Linked DNA regions of Mus musculus: region 1 is linked to region 2. The links are chromatin contacts, called in public HiChIP or PLAC-seq maps. All regions are on one chromosome and are shown on one strand. The core of a region is the stretch at or near the end of the contact, and the rest is flanking DNA. Distances in the headings are between cores, read along the strand shown.

Region 1 (3,883 bases), core at 1,119-3,618, 770 kb before region 2:
TGCCTCCACCCGCGCTTCTGCCCTGCATCCCTGTGTGTCTGCATGCCGTGGTGTCCCCGGTGTGCAGGCTTCATGACCACCTGAGCATCTCGACACCATTGTCTGTCGTGTACGTGTACGTTTGTGCAAATGTAACTACATGTGCACCTGAGCCACCTCCATCTGACACTTGAATATCACTGGGTTGGGAGGAATAAAATTTGCTTAAATCTGAGTGTTTCTCTGGGGGAGGAATGAGCCCCTGTGGGGGAATCTCTGCTGAGGAACCAGCCACTCACCAGATTGGAAATGCAACCCATATCTGTACCAGAAAGCAACCAGATGGCTAATCAAATGAACACCAGGCCCAGGGCTTCTTGGAGACAGCCTTCTTCCTGCTGCAGCGCCTTCCCAAGCCTTAAAGATGCAGGAGGGAGGACATAACTCCAAATCATCTTTGATATGAGAAAGAGGATGGAGCCCATGCAGACAGAAAGCCCAACCTCCTTTCAGAGAGGTCCTCCCCAGCTCACTACAGCCCCCCTTCACTGCCCTTAACCTCTGGCCCATCACAGGAAGGTTCAGTTGTATGCTGTGCCTTCTCATGAATGGGCCTGGGGTGCCATGGCTCTCCTGCTGGTCCTATCTGTGCAGTCTGGTGTCGGGTCCTGTAGTTTAGATACATGCCACATTGCTTCGTGTAAAAGCCCTTACTAATGCATGTCGCTTCCTGCTGGAGTTACGAATGGGAGTGGAACACCACGTACCCCTTGCCCTGCCTGGATAGTGCCTGGATAGGTGGCACCCTGCGGGCCTTGATCCAGCCTTCCCTTTCCTGTGTGTGTACATGCAATGACTGAGCTGCCAAACCATCACTGTGCACTGCCACTACTGCCCCTCGCCTCTGCATGTTAGAATGCATTCTGGTAAAAGCCGGACCCTTCCCACAGGTAAGTGTGAGGCCAAGCCAGAGACACAAGGTATCACAAGAAGCAAGACTCGGGATGAAGTCAGAATGTCTGGGGTCTGGTCTTTGGTTCTGGTTAACCTGTGTGGGTTTGGAATCCTCTCCCCGTCCCCAAGCCTCTTGCCTTATAAAGGTCTTTTTGTAAGGTTACAGAAAGTCCACAGTCCCACGAGTCAGCGACGTAGCCTTCCAAGGGGGAGACTGAGAGGATGGCTTTCCTATTTTCCTTCCATCTGCTCCTAACTCTGAGATTCCGGAAGCTACTGTGAAATCAGGATGGGGAAGGAGAGGTCACAGCCTAGGGTGTTTGCCCTTGTCCCTCTTTGAGGAAAGGACTGAGGTTCAAACCTATATAATGCCAGAAGTGGAGCCCTGAGGGGGCCTTCAGCCGGAGGGTAAAGCAGGAGGACTTTCTGGCAAGAGACAGGCACCCTCTCTGCCTCCTGTGCTTCCCTTCCCCTGGGAAAGATCCGGTCCTCTCCTGAATGTTCATCTTCCAGGCATTGCTCCTCAGACTGCCCAGTGTTGTGTTTGTAGGAAGATGTTTCCTCCTAGGAGAGAAGAGAGCAAGCTCTCATGGGGTTAAAGAGAGTGTGAGTTTCCTCAGGCTCAAAACCTCTTCCTACACACTGCTGTGTCACACTGTCCCTGCTGGGATGACAGGAGTGACACCCCTGAAAGACTCAGATGCTGTTGGGGGCTGTAACGAGAAACAGTCTTAGTTTGGAACCAACCTACCCTTCCTGCCTCCAAGTCCCCAGGCTAGGCCCAGTGTGCAGTGCAGGGGGACCCCAAGGATCAAAGCCACTCCAGACGGTGTCAGAGTGGGTGCTACTCATGGTCAGTCTGGCAGGGACGAATCTTACCCCAGGGTAGTTCCCAGCCACCACTCTTTAAGTGTGACCTTCCATGAATGGCCACACAGCCAACTTCCCCTGAGACAGGCTGATCGTCAGAGTAGGGCTGCCAGGGTAATCTGAATCTTGCTGATCTTCCTTCCATTGTCTCAGAGGCTTTGGGAGAGCAGCCAGCACATGTGAGTGAGGGGCTGTACCCCAAGGGCTGTGCAGGCACCAGGATCTCGGGGTCCATGGCCACCCCTGTGGCAAGGCCTTGATAGCTCCAGCCACAGTTGCCCCCAGCAGCCAGCTTTGCTCAGCAGCCAGCAGTGAGGCTCTGACGTTGGTGGATGCTGTGCGAGTGGGATAGCAGCTGTTTCTTCTTGCCTAAACAGCTTTCCCAGTCCTTGCCCCTCCCACACCCCCAAACAGCAGCTTTTTCAGACATTTTGCCTCAAATGCAAATCCTCTTTGTTCCAAATGGGCAGTCTCTGCCTGAAACAGACGTCAGCCTTGCCCCAAACTTGGGCGTGTTTCTCTCTCCCCAGGATGCCTGAGTCAGCGTGGCAAGGGTGTGTCTGCCTGCAGTCTGGCACTGTGCCCTGGCTCCCTAGAGAAACCTTCTCTCTTTCTGGGCGTTACACACAGCAGGGTGTGGCCAGCTCTCTCTTTGCTATGCCAGATGCTAATGCCTGGTCCTTCTGCTGCAAAGTCTCCCCCAAGTTTCTTGTTTCAAGCTCTATGTTCTCCAGTCCCCTGTCCCCCAATACCGATGGACTCAGGATGAGACTCAGCTAACATTCGGGAGCACCTGGGAAGTGGGTGGAGAACTGCCTACTTGACAGTGCCAGGGTCCAGGCCTCTAAAGTCAGCTCACAGGTCATACACATTGAAAACCACCTCGCTTGCTCTCTGGTGGCAGTGGGTCAGGCGGCCTCCTGTGTCCAAGAGAAGCCTCCACTTCCCTTTGCTTTGTCCAGTGCCATGAACCATATTCCCTCTATCTTGCCCAAGCTCCTCAGTAGACAACAGTTGCCCCTTGGAGTGTAGGATTGAGCCTCTCTGCTTCCAAATCCCACTCCTGGCAGCCCCTCACCATCTCCTGGCCTGCCATATGCCAGTCTGCCTTTCCTTCTCCACCCTACACTTCTGGTTCAGCAAAGCCTCTCCTTTGGGGGAACTGTCGACCCCAAGGCTCCGTGGTCTCATGCATGTCTTTGGCTGCTTTTCGACTCAGCAAACGGATTCTTTCTCTTCTCTTGCAAACAACTGTTTTCAGGTACCCTTCGCAAGCTATCTAGACAACCCTTCTCCGTCACAGCCCAGGGGCCAAGACGTCAGGCACTGGGGAGAATAAACATCCCGAACTGCTAGGGTTGCTGCTCACCCTGCCCTCACCTGGCACTGTTTGGTTGCCTAAAGCATCTAGCAGTGTGTCTTTTGTGGTGCAAATCCCATTTCCAGCAGAGAAGAGAGCAGATCATACCACCTTAACAAATTGGCCACATGCCTGATGTAAGCTGGGCACATCTCATTTAGACTGGGAACCCAACAGGTGATACTTTCTTCAGCAGTCACGGTATTATGCGCACATAAACACACCTGGACTGAATAGAAAAAGCATTGTGTTTGGAGCTAAGCAGACCCATCTTCTACCTTCCATTGTTAGATATATGGCTGTGGGCAGATTTCCTGTTCCCCGTAATCTGTAAAACAGAGAGCCTGTGAGGCTTGCGAGACAGAATGTGCATAGAGAACTTGGTGCTTAGCACATGGTCAGTTAGGTCCCGTCATCCTTACCTTAACCCTTCATCTTTGAGAAGAACCTTCCCTCATATGGACTCTAACATTACCACGGTTGTAGACAGCAACCAGCCCAAGGCCTCCATCCTTGACACTCCATCTATGTACGTTCTAGGCTCCTGTCCCAGAACTCATCTCACTGCTAACATGAAGCAGTCTGTTCTGAGGTCCATCCATGCCCCTGGCTCTCACCAACATTAACAGTAGAGGGAGAGTTCTGTCAGCAGGGTTCTTTTGCTTATGGGTCCATCGTAATTCACTGAGCATCTTTAGGAAGACCCTGTGGTCCTGGGCC
Region 2 (3,561 bases), core at 313-2,812:
TGAATGTGGTTGGCACCAGCTCCTAGATGGAGTTCCAGACTGAACAAAAGGGAAGAAGCTCCAGGTATGGGTGGTGGCTGGGGAGGAGGAAGGAAAGAGAGGCACAGGGAGGGGAAGGAAGGAAGGAAGGAAGGAAGGGAAGGGGAGGGGAGGGGAGAGGAGAGAGGAGAGAGGAGAGAGGGGAGAGGGGAGAGGGGAGAGGAGAGAGGAGGAGAGGAGGAGAGGAGGAGAGGAGAGAGGAGAGTGGAGAGTGGAGAGAGGGGAGAGGGGAGAGGAGAGAGGAGGAGAGGAGGAGAGGAGGAGAGGAGAGAGGAGAGAGGAGAGAGGGGAGAGGGGAGAGGGGAGAGGGGAGAGGGGAGAGGAGGAGAGGAGGAGAGGAGGAGAGGAGGAGAGGAGAGAGGAGAGAGGAGAGAGGAGAGAGGAGAGAGGAGAGAGGAGAGAGGAGAGAGGAGAGAGGAGAGAGGAGAGAGGAGAGAGGAGAGAGGAGAGAGGAGAGAGGAGAGAAGAGAGAGGAGAGAGGAGAGAGGAGAGAAGAGAGAGGAGAGAGGAGAGAGGAGAGAGGAGAGAGGAGAGAGGAGAGAGGAGAGAGGAGAGAGGAGAGAGGAGAGAGGAGAGAGGAGAGAAGAGAGAGGAGAGAGGAGAGAGGAGAGAGGAGAGAGGAGGAAGGGAAGGGAAGGGAAGGGAAGGGAAGGGAAGGGAAGGGAAGGGAAGAAAGGTAAAAGAGAAGTCAGGAGTTCTAGCATGCTCAGCTGCTCAATGCATCTGAAGTCTTACCTGGGCTATTAGAGACTGTCTTTTAAAGGGGGAATAGGAGAAAGGCCACTGATCACCAGCAGTGTTCCTTTCTACCTCTATTTCCTGACTGCACACTTCAGTGCCATCCACGCCTCCCCACCATGGCTGATTGGATAAACCCTCTCTCCTTTAGTCCGGTGTTTGCCACAACAGTAATGCCCACAGTAAGGAGAACTTAGGACCAAATGTTCTGTAGGTATTGTGCTGTTCCCTGCCTTACACAATAATACTCAGAACCCCTATAAAGATGCAGTTCCTTAACCTCACCTCTCCTCCACTCCAGCTGATACAGCTCCTATGGGCCAGGGCCAGGACTTGAGCCAATGTCAAACTGACTTAAGGGACCACGTTCTCAACGCCACTGCACCAGAGCTCCTAAACATCACAGTTCCAAGATCAACAGTGACACAGGGGAGCAGAGTTCAACATGTGTTCAAGACCCCAGTCAACGGTGCCTGGCCTGGGGCATCTATAGACAGACTGACAGTGTTCAGGACTCATTTCTCTCCGTCTGCTCTGACTTCTGCCCACCCAGTTGCCCCCACATACAACTCAGAACAGAAATTGCTTAGGAAATAGGGGCAGGGCAAATGTTCGTTCTCCCGTTCTCTGCAGTATATTCAGTACAGTTTTACAAGGGTTCCTGGGCATGCACGCAGATCCCAAAAGAATACGCCAGGTCATTTCAAAACACGCTTTCCCTGCTCAGACCTGAAATCTGCAGCCGTTGCTAAGAAAACACAGAGCCAACCGTGAGACAACGAGATGACTCACAGACGAAGCCGGCTCACCCTCTGACTCCCAGGAACAGCACCCACAAAGAACCTTCCTAACTCAATTGTTGACTGGTGGGGGTGAACAGTCAGGAGTGTCTTTTCATGCAGGACAGAAGGGAAAACACTCCGTCCTTGAGGAAACGAATCATAAAATGAATTATTACCCAACAGAGTCGAAGTTTCCCGAAATAAGAAGACAAGCGCAAAAGCCTCGACGGTGGCAACCTCTCTTTTAAAGCTCTTGGTTGTGCCCTTATAGCTTCACAGGGGAAACTTTTCCTCGATATCACCAAACGGGCGACTAGGAAGGATGTTTTGATGAGCACACGCCCAAGAACCCGTGTTCGATGCCAACCTGGAAGTGCAGATAATAAACACTCATTCCACTTTTAACACAGAATTTATAGTCACCGCTCCTTTTCAGCGTTTGCTTTCCTTTCTGAACCCGCAGCTCAAACTTGTTAACCAACAGTTTCGCCACGCATTAGCGTGCCCAACAATCCCTTCCCATGTTGCCTGCCACAGAATTGTCACGCCTCCTAGATCTTTGGGTCGTGGGTTTTTGTATCCGTTTGAGGGGCCTGGAGAATGCTCATGAACGGCGTTTGATGTGAATAAATCCCACACACTACATCATTTCATCCACAGATAACTGGGTTGGACGTTGTTTAAGGCTTTAGAGACAAGCCTGAAGGTGGTCATCTGAACTGTAGCCAGCCCTGTTCCTGAGCGAGCAGCGTTTTTTAAGTGAGAATTAGCTAACTCCTATGGTATGAGCCCTTAATTAATGACTCACGCCGAAGCAGCTAAGCATGAAGATCTTAGTCATAGGTGATAAAATCAGCCTTGCTCTCCTGATACCATACTCGGTTCCTGAGCCTGAGAAAAACAGGTAGTCCCTGTGCAAATGAGTTCTGCCCTCTCTCCCCATAAAACTAAACACCCCAGAGGCTGGTCTCTGCCAAACCATGTTATTATAACCTTGAAGAAAACACTGCACATAGGGACACTAAGACCAGTGTGGTTTGTTTTGATTTCGGTTTTTTTCTTTTGGTTCTGGGGCTAGAACCCAGGCCTCCCACATGGCAAACACATGTCTACCACTGAGCTACAGCCTCAGCCCAAGGGGAGCTAAACTGCTGGAACGAGTCATGAGACGTCTTAACTGACATGTAAAACTCTGCCCTCCAACCCTTCAAAACCTTCTCATACCTCCCCTTTCCCCAAAACCTGCCTTTCAAATTCGAAGTGTCCCTGCAAGCACAACTCAATTTTAGTGGGATGGAGGTATTATACATTGTATTATTCTGAAACATAATCTGTAAATAGAATGTGCTAGATGTTAACACAATACTGCAGTACATAAAATTTTAATAACACTCAGAGTAATAACAAGCCTGCTTACCTGCAATGACTTTATGCTAATCAGAGGGATATTTATGGCCACACTGGTTTTCTTTTATTCACCTTTGTACAAGTGAGCTCTAAAGAAATTTATCCATACTTCATGTAAATCGGCTTCAAATTTGTCTGGAGCATCGTAAAAATCAAATAATGTAAAGCCCAGTTTCTTACGGGTGAAATGATACAATACATAGAGTTTATCTCCTAACTCTCCAGCCTCTGGGGAAAGGTGACGGTGGTCAGTGTGGTCATCATGGGCACCAGGAATGGCTACGCGGGGTTCATTCGCTGCTATCTCCGCTTTGGAGAACATCAGAAATCTTTCTAGTTAAATGTTTCAAAAGTCGACTTACTACTGTTCTAGGACCAGACACAATTTTTGATCACTTTTGAATTTTCATTTCACCTATATCATAATTCATTTGGGTAGAGGGTTGAGAGTTTGGTTGCCATCTTTGTTATTTATTTCCTATGGGCACATGTGGAACTCGGAGCACAACTTTCAGGAGTCAGTTCTCGGGCCCATGTGAACTCCAGAGCCAATCAGCTAACAAGACAGAATGCCCTGACCCTCCCGGCCTCTAAT

What was found. HiChIP or PLAC-seq counts read pairs in DNA pulled down with a chosen protein or histone mark.
Region 1: a FOXA1 HiChIP or PLAC-seq map of pancreatic cancer cells shows a contact between it and region 2. The contact joins two enhancer-like sites. A contact is called at or near these places in 1 of 39 promoter capture datasets (pre-B cells) and 2 of 115 datasets of contacts at active chromatin or transcription factors (forebrain and pancreatic cancer cells).

What each region holds. Positions count from the first base shown.
Region 1 is chr12:76,592,461-76,596,343 of GRCm38.p6, reverse strand. All of the region lies in intron 32 of Sptb (spectrin beta, erythrocytic), which reads left to right. Among named protein-coding and RNA genes, the nearest start is that of AI463170, 46 kb to the right of the region's middle. Within about 2 kb of position 2,368, at least 197 of the 459 cell types and tissues checked have an H3K27ac peak or open chromatin away from gene starts, as enhancers often do. A contact at or near this core is called in pancreatic cancer cells, where this site is marked.
Region 2 is chr12:75,825,967-75,829,527 of GRCm38.p6, reverse strand. The region is part of intron 1 of Syne2 (spectrin repeat containing, nuclear envelope 2); the gene reads right to left. Among named protein-coding and RNA genes, the nearest start is that of Gm40447, 8.1 kb to the right of the region's middle. Within about 2 kb of position 1,562, at least 88 of the 459 cell types and tissues checked have an H3K27ac peak or open chromatin away from gene starts, as enhancers often do. A contact at or near this core is called in pancreatic cancer cells, where this site is marked.